2 separate regions of the Gossypium hirsutum genome follow, and region 2 is linked to region 1. The links are chromatin contacts, called in public Hi-C maps. All regions are on one chromosome and are shown on one strand. The core of a region is the stretch at or near the end of the contact, and the rest is flanking DNA. Distances in the headings are between cores, read along the strand shown. Region 1 holds the start of LOC107962986 (wings apart-like protein 1). Region 2 holds the start of LOC107962281 (serine/arginine repetitive matrix protein 1).

Region 1 (3,707 bases), core at 701-3,200:
AGAAATTATGTATAGATTTATAAATAGACAATAAATGCAACTTCAACTGCTGAAAAACGTACATCATTGGTAAACACGTAAAAAAGGGCCACAGCAGCAAGGTTGCTTGGGATGTCATCAAAGTTGAGCCCCATTATAGCATCAATTATTGTTTTTTCCATCCTGAAAAGAACATGTTTGCAAAGCCAGTGTAAGGACAACAAAGAGCGTCACAGTAATTCTTCCTTCCAGAAGACAATAGGATATTCATGCGTATGTTTGGTCTAAAAGGAAAACCACTCCATCTTTATCTTCACATTCTTTTAGAGTGAAACAAGCACTGAACCAGTAAATGAAGATTGAATAAGCTGAAAAAAATCAATTGACAATCCCTAAAAAGAGACAATAGACGATTAACAAATTACACGGCTGCAGGAAATGGCACCTATACTTTTTATACCATACATAATGTCTTACCAAGTTGTTTTCATGAGTCAAGTTACTCCAACTCAGCTAACAGTTACTCAAGAATCAAATAAAATTAAGGATGTTATGGTCTTTAATTTATTTTTACCTATTTTAAAAAAACTATCCACTCCTAGAAAATCTACCTATTTAGCTTTCTACTTTTCAAAACAGACAAAGAAAAAACTGACGAAGTAATTGAACCACATTCTAGTAAGGAAAAAAAATATAACAGAATGTAACAGTCCTTAATACTACTGGAAACACAAACTAACCACCAAAGGAATTCTTTAAATTAATAACAAAATCAAATTCTATCCATAAACTATCAAAAACATCAATAACTTACGCAATCCCCAAAAGGGAATGCAAGACCGCCAACCCTTTACAATTTCTAATAAACTACGTTTTCATCCAAGACCCAAATCTTTGATACATTTATCTTTCCTTTAACTCTATCGGAAAGCCAAATATAGTTGAATAGTCTATAGACTCCCAGAAGGGAATTCAAAATTTCAAATATGCTTAACGTCCCTAAAATTACTAATCCATATTATCCCCCATGTCTAAAACAAAAGGCCAAAAAGAAGCAAAATGCACCTTAATCCGTTTGAATCAACAAAGTTATTTCATAACCAAATTTAAATTAAAATTTCAAAATTCCACCCTAAATTAACACTACCCAGATGCCAATATCAACAGATTTCAACGAAAGAACCTAAAAACCAAAAACCATCAAGAATTTCAACATACCCATGAGTTCTCAACAGTCTCCTCTGTTGGGCAGTGGCGCAAATCGAAAGCAGAGACAAAAGACTCGCTCTTCTGATCCTCACTGGCTGGCCTTTCTTTAACCCATCAAGCGCGAAATTAACCTCGTCAACGTGCTCCATCATTTCCCCGAATTCTTGAGCCTCCATCAGACTCGAAGTCGGCGAAATCCACGGCATAGAAGAATACCCTACCTCGTTCTTGCTCTGGTTTTGCTTCTGTTTCTTGGATCTTCTAACATCACCGTTTCTTGGATCTTCGAATTCGAAACATCTTTGGGTTGGTTTAACGGGCGCTTTTATTTGGTTCTTGTAGTCGTCGTCGATGAATTCTTGAGAGGACGGCCATAAGGAAGAGGATTCCTGGGTGGTAGTGAAAGGGAAATCGTAGATGTCCTGAGACGGCAACGTTTCTTGGGACAAGGGAGGGGAGTCGGAGACGTCGTCGTCTAGGGAGTCGGAGAATGTCCTGGTTAAACCACGGTTACGGCGACCGTAGGTTCGGACGATCATTGTTCGGAGTCTAGATTTCTTTAAGGTGGCGGCGTTTAACCTGGATATGGCATTGAGAAGAAAGATAAGGGTATTTTGGGCAAAAAAGAAAACAAAAATCGAGATTTTGAAATGAAACGAAGCTCTCCCTTTCTCTTTCTGTCTCTCTCTCTTTCTTGGACGGTGGAGCTGAGAGAAAAAGAAAAGAAAGGTTTTAGGACAAATTAGAAGAGAGAAATCTGGGTCCGGTTGGGATTTTGATTTGGGTCCGGTTTGGTCCTGAAATGAGAGGAAATTACCTAGGGCCGACGCTAATAGGAGTGGATGGGCCGTGACACCAAATATATTGAATTTTTCTTTAATATTTATATTAAATATAAAAATAATTTATCCATTTCAAAAATTAATTTAATGAAGTATAAATTAGAAAAATAAACCCTTGAGGGTCAAACAACCTCCCAATAAAAACCAATAAATATAGCAATTAAAAAAATTACATCCAATTGAGCTTTCAATTATAAAAAGATATTCTTTTATTAACAAAAATTATTAGTAATTGATTTGATTATAATGAAAAATTGACATGTAGTAAAGTATATTAAAAGTGACATGTCATGTAAAATATAAAATATAAAATCTTAATAAATAATACTAAAAAAGTTCACATTTAAAGAACAATTTAGTATATTTTTAAGTTTTAGTTTTCTGTAATTTTGATTTTGATTTCTTTTACAACTTCTAAGTTTTTTTTTCTTGAATATTGTAAAAAAGTTTAATTATTTCTTAGGTTCCTTCGAAAAGTTACTTTTCAGAATATGTGACATATACGAGTGTTGAGTTAATAGTAGGCTAAATTAGGTAATTATGTCGTTTTTTAAATTAAGGTTATAAGTTATTTTTTTAAAAATTTAGGGAAATAAGTTATTTTTTAAAAGAGAAACAGAAAGCGTGCTCAGATGGACACGTTTTCCCTCAACGGTCATTTGAATGTTGGTCGTGCAACGGTAAAAAAGGACAATGGTCATTTTTGTTTACCTATAAATACCCCCAAATTTGTTTATTTTTCATTCACATAATATTCTCTCAATTCTTTCTAATCTCCTAACTTTCTCAATTTTCTCAAGTTCTTGTTCTAAATTTTTCGATATTCTCTTTTAAAAATATTAATTTTAATTATTCTGTATTTTATTTGTTCGAATTAAATTTTCACTAATAACAACCTCTCTAATTCGTTTCGACCATAATCACATTTCTGTCGCTCAAGCAGTAATGATAACACAAAAATTTAATTTTCGTTATTTTCAATTAAGTTAAATTTAATTTTTTTATAAATAAAAATAATTTTTTGTTGTTATAAATAAGCAGATGACTATGTTTTGGAGGCGTTCATACATAATTTGTCAAAGCCTCCAATTACTAAAATTCATGGTTACTTGCAATAGGCGGGATTCTTGCATACATCTCATATGTTCGAGGGCTGCAAACTTGACCATAGACTCACAGCGCGTTGGTGGAAAGATGGAGGCCTGAGACACATACTTTCTATCTTCCATGTGGCGAGTGTACAATCACACTAGAGGACGTGGCGTTACAACTCGATCTACCGATGGATGGACCGATCGTTACGGTAACAACAATTATCCCCGATAAAAAAGGATCTTTGTGCAGCATTATTAAGGAAGGTCACGGACAAGTTTGATAGTGGTCGAATATTGATGAAATGGTTGGCAAAAAATTTTGATAAGCTTCTTATAGATGCGATTAAGGTCGTCAAAGAACAATACACCCAATCATTCATTCTTCAATTAATCAACGGCATTTTAATTCCCGATAAATCTCAAATTTTGGTACACATAAGGTGGCTACTACACCTAGTAGACTTCAAAGAATGCAAAAAATTGAGTTGGGATCACCCGTGTTGGCTACGTTATACCAGGAGTTGTATTGGGCCATAGAATCGGGTAAGATGTCAATCAGTAGTTGCCTGCTTCTGCTACAATT
Region 2 (3,707 bases), core at 401-2,900, 740 kb after region 1:
ATGTGAACTCCTTTAACCATACCAAAAACCCAATAGAAGCCTCAAGTTCTTGGATAAAGAAAGATGGAAAAGGAGCAATCATTTTGTACCAAATTGAATCATATTTTGCAGAAAACACATGTTTTTCCACACCAACATGTCAAGTTAAAGGCATTCAATTTCATACGTTCTTAAATACAACCAAAATCTCCCATTGCATTGCAGTCCGGATTGACATTTGCATTGAATCAGTATTCACAAACAAAACAAAAACAATAAGAGAAATTACAATATATGAACTCTAAAGGTACAATATTTTCTTTTAATCCTTAAAGAAAGATGAAACATTCAAGGGAGACAAGAGGATTTTCAAGTGATTCATTTGGAGCACTCGTTGTAGCACCATTATTATTGCTGCTTGGCCATTTCCCTTCCATGGTAGTTGTAGTAACGTGTTGTTGTTGCTCTCCTGGGTCACGTCGGACCCTACCAGGAGAATGAATGGTCCTACCTCCGGACGAGCTCCGACCCATTACAGCTCTATTCACCGCAGGTGATCTTGACCTCCTCCCTGAACTCCCACCCGGATCCTTCCTTGGCGGATCGGGTCTTGACCCACGTTTCACTGGGGATCCCCCCTTGCTTTGAACCAACCTCACTGATGATCCCCCGTTCACGACCCCATTTCTTTTGTTAGGTGATTGATCAAGCTTCCGACCCACGACACGGTTCCTTGACCCGGGTCTTGCCGAAGATCTGAACACCTTTAGCTGCCTCACTTCATCTTCTTCATCTCTCCTATCAGTAACAGTGGAAAGGCTTTCACTTAAACTCACGCTGCAAATCTCGGAAACCTCTTCCGAAGCTGACTCTTCAAGGACAGGTGATTTTGGTTTGGTCTTGACGTTGAAATTAAGGCTTTCCTTCTCTTGGATCTTGACAAAGACCGGTTTCTCAATCTGGGTTTGCTTGCTCTCTTCTTGTTGTGGGGTAAAGATGGGAGCTTTGGTTTTTGGGGTTTCAGATAAAACTTCCTTCACAGTTTCTTCTTCAGCCGAAGGTGGTGGAGCTTTGGATTCAACACCCACTTGCAAATGTGATTCCTTCGCACGAAGGGAACCTGTGTTGGTGCTTACACAGCAACCCATTTGAGGAAATGGAATCTACAGATTGACTCAGAAACAAAGTGCCATTGTTGAGTTTTAAGTTCAGCAATGATCTGTTGGTAAGTAGATTAAGTATTTCCCGGCTTTAGACTCGATGAAGAAGGTCTCCACTCCCCATAACGGAGGCGTAACCTCAATGGAGTGCATTTTATTCTTAGGTAACATATTTCTATTTATCTAAATGACCTTCATATTTCGTCGTTTTTCATTCAAGTCCCTTTGAGCTGCATATGTCTCGTGATTTGTGGAATTTTTAAGGAGCGGCGCATGTTCTAGTCGTCTAGAAGAGGAGGTGGGGGGATTATTGATATGTCTTTTTACAGTCCCTCGGTACATGTGATGTCTAAATCTAACCAGAATGGGCGGTCGATGTGGGACCACTGTTAGGGTTAATTGAACGGTTGTGATTGGGTTTATGGTTTGTGGTCGAACACTTGACCCACAACTTTCATGGATTTACATGGAAATGATCTGTTCTTAAACGTATGAAATAATCAGTAAGATTAGGAAAAAGTTGTTAAATTGTCTCAATATTTGGAACAAAAACACTAGCCCTTGCCTAATAATTTGAGACCCTACCTATGATGGAATCTTGGACTGGTAAAGTTGCATATGCCACATCTAATCAACCCTTAGATTTTGCGATACAAGTTGATTTATGCCAAGTAACATGACAAACACAAACTTAAAAAACAAAGAGAGATGCTGCTTATGAGCAGTGACCGCATCTACTTTTCTTTAGCCATCTGTATCAACAGTCAATAGGAAAGCCAATCTCATTATTTCAATTTAAGTTATATTTATTTAATTTTATAAATACTGAATTTGATGGACTATCAAACATATATAGCCCATAGTTTGCAACAAACAAGTTTGGATGTAAAGTATACCAGACAAGAAGCTGAGTGAGACAAATGTTCCATTTGGGTCTTATCTTATGAGGCCATTTTGGTCTCCATTCATCTTGGGTTTGTGAAGAACCAATAACTGATCCATCCCAATCCAATTTTTGCTGCCCAATGGTTTAAGCTTAGTTGGTCTTTCATTCAATTCCAAACAAAACAATCAGTGGCTTTTCCTACTATGTACTTCAAAAGAAAAAACCAACCTTCTCAACATAAAAAGATAGCCTTTATTTATAAAGCCACAAACCATGTAATTATTTTCCTTGAACACTCACATTATGTAGAATTTTTACACTTATTTTTCATTGTTTGGGAATTTTATCATATGATTGTAAAATTAAAATTAAAGGGCAATAATTGAAGCTTTAATTGGTGGATGTAACCTCATGGTTATCCCAACATGTATAGTATAGCATAATTTAAGAAATTATAGATGTTTGAAAGAAGGTGGATTTCAACTTTAAAGACAATATTATTAAAAAATAATTAGGAATGTAACAAAATAAAGAAATAAAATTTGACAGTTAAGAGGCTAACCTCAGCAAAACCAAAGAAAAAAAAAAGGAAAATGGCATTTGGGAAGTGACCAAGCCATTGGCCGCATTAATTCTCTGTACGCCATGAGTGAGAGGCCTTTCTAAAAATATTGTAGGTTTTTTATTATTTAGAAAAAGATTGTAATTTGTATCTCACATAATATTAAAAAAAGGGTGAAATTATCATTATTTTTCTAAAATCGTAATGTAAGGAGGAGGAGGAGGTGTCAAACTAGTGTCATATTCTCTCAATCTTCAATCAACACATTTTACACATGTGAAATGGCAATAAATAAATAAAGTACACGTGACCCATCCCACCCACCTAGCCTACCCCCAGCCTCAACCAAATATATAGTTAAATATCTCCACTTCTCCAACTAGTCTTTTGTATATTATTTCTTCATGATAAAACAGCTAATGGCATCCAAATTTGTACTCTAAAACGCACGCTCTCTCATGATTGAGTTAATACTGTGTGATGTATTTGAGAAAGAAAGGAGTTGTGTTAGTAAAGGGTATGAAAAGCGAAGGTGATGAGGAAGAAACTGGTACATTGCATAGGTCCAATAAATTGGGTTTGAGCTATTCTACATTGGTTAAATATAAATTATTAAGAAAGTTTATATATAGCCTTTCTTTTTATTCTCATTGAATAATTGGGCTATAGGCCGAACACATATATTATTGTAGCTTAATTTGTATTAGTGCCAATGCTAACATGTGTTTTTATCATGCCGTGTGTATTCTCTTTTGAATAAAACTCTTATATTATTTTTCACAAAAATAATTTTTTTAAAACAATTTTATTTTTCTTCTTTTTTTTTATTATTACGAAAATCTAAAACATGAGATTTTTTTTTACTATTGCGCAGAAATGATGGATCAGTTACAAAACTAACCCTACGATTTTTACTCTTTTACCCTTGCATATTTACTATTTTATCCTTCTATTACTATTATAAATAAAGAGTTGGTTTTCCTTATTTTACACATAGAAAGAAAAACACAGCAATAAAAAAATTATTTTCTCCTCTTCGCCTCTTTTTTATTCCCTTCTAAAATTCTGTCATTTTTGCCTAAATTACATTAGAGGAAATTTTGTCTAAAAGTTTGGATTT

Evidence for each region. A called contact is a pair of places that touch in the nucleus more often than the background predicts.
Region 2: a contact with region 1 is called in a Hi-C map of leaf, with 2.4 times the contacts expected there. The contact joins the promoter of LOC107962281 here to the promoter of LOC107962986 in region 1. A contact is called at or near these places in 2 of 34 Hi-C or Micro-C datasets (both in leaf).

What each region holds. Positions count from the first base shown.
Region 1 is chrA06:90,649,238-90,652,944 of Gossypium_hirsutum_v2.1, forward strand. It overlaps LOC107962986 (wings apart-like protein 1), which reads right to left and starts at 1,951. Exons shown (of 14, transcript XM_016899592.2): 1 at 1,198-1,951; 2 at 63-162. The coding sequence starts at 1,727.
Region 2 is chrA06:91,393,007-91,396,713 of Gossypium_hirsutum_v2.1, forward strand. LOC107962281 (serine/arginine repetitive matrix protein 1) reads right to left here and starts at 1,651. Exons shown (of 1, transcript XM_016898596.2): 1 at 140-1,651. The coding sequence starts at 1,127. The coding sequence ends at 309.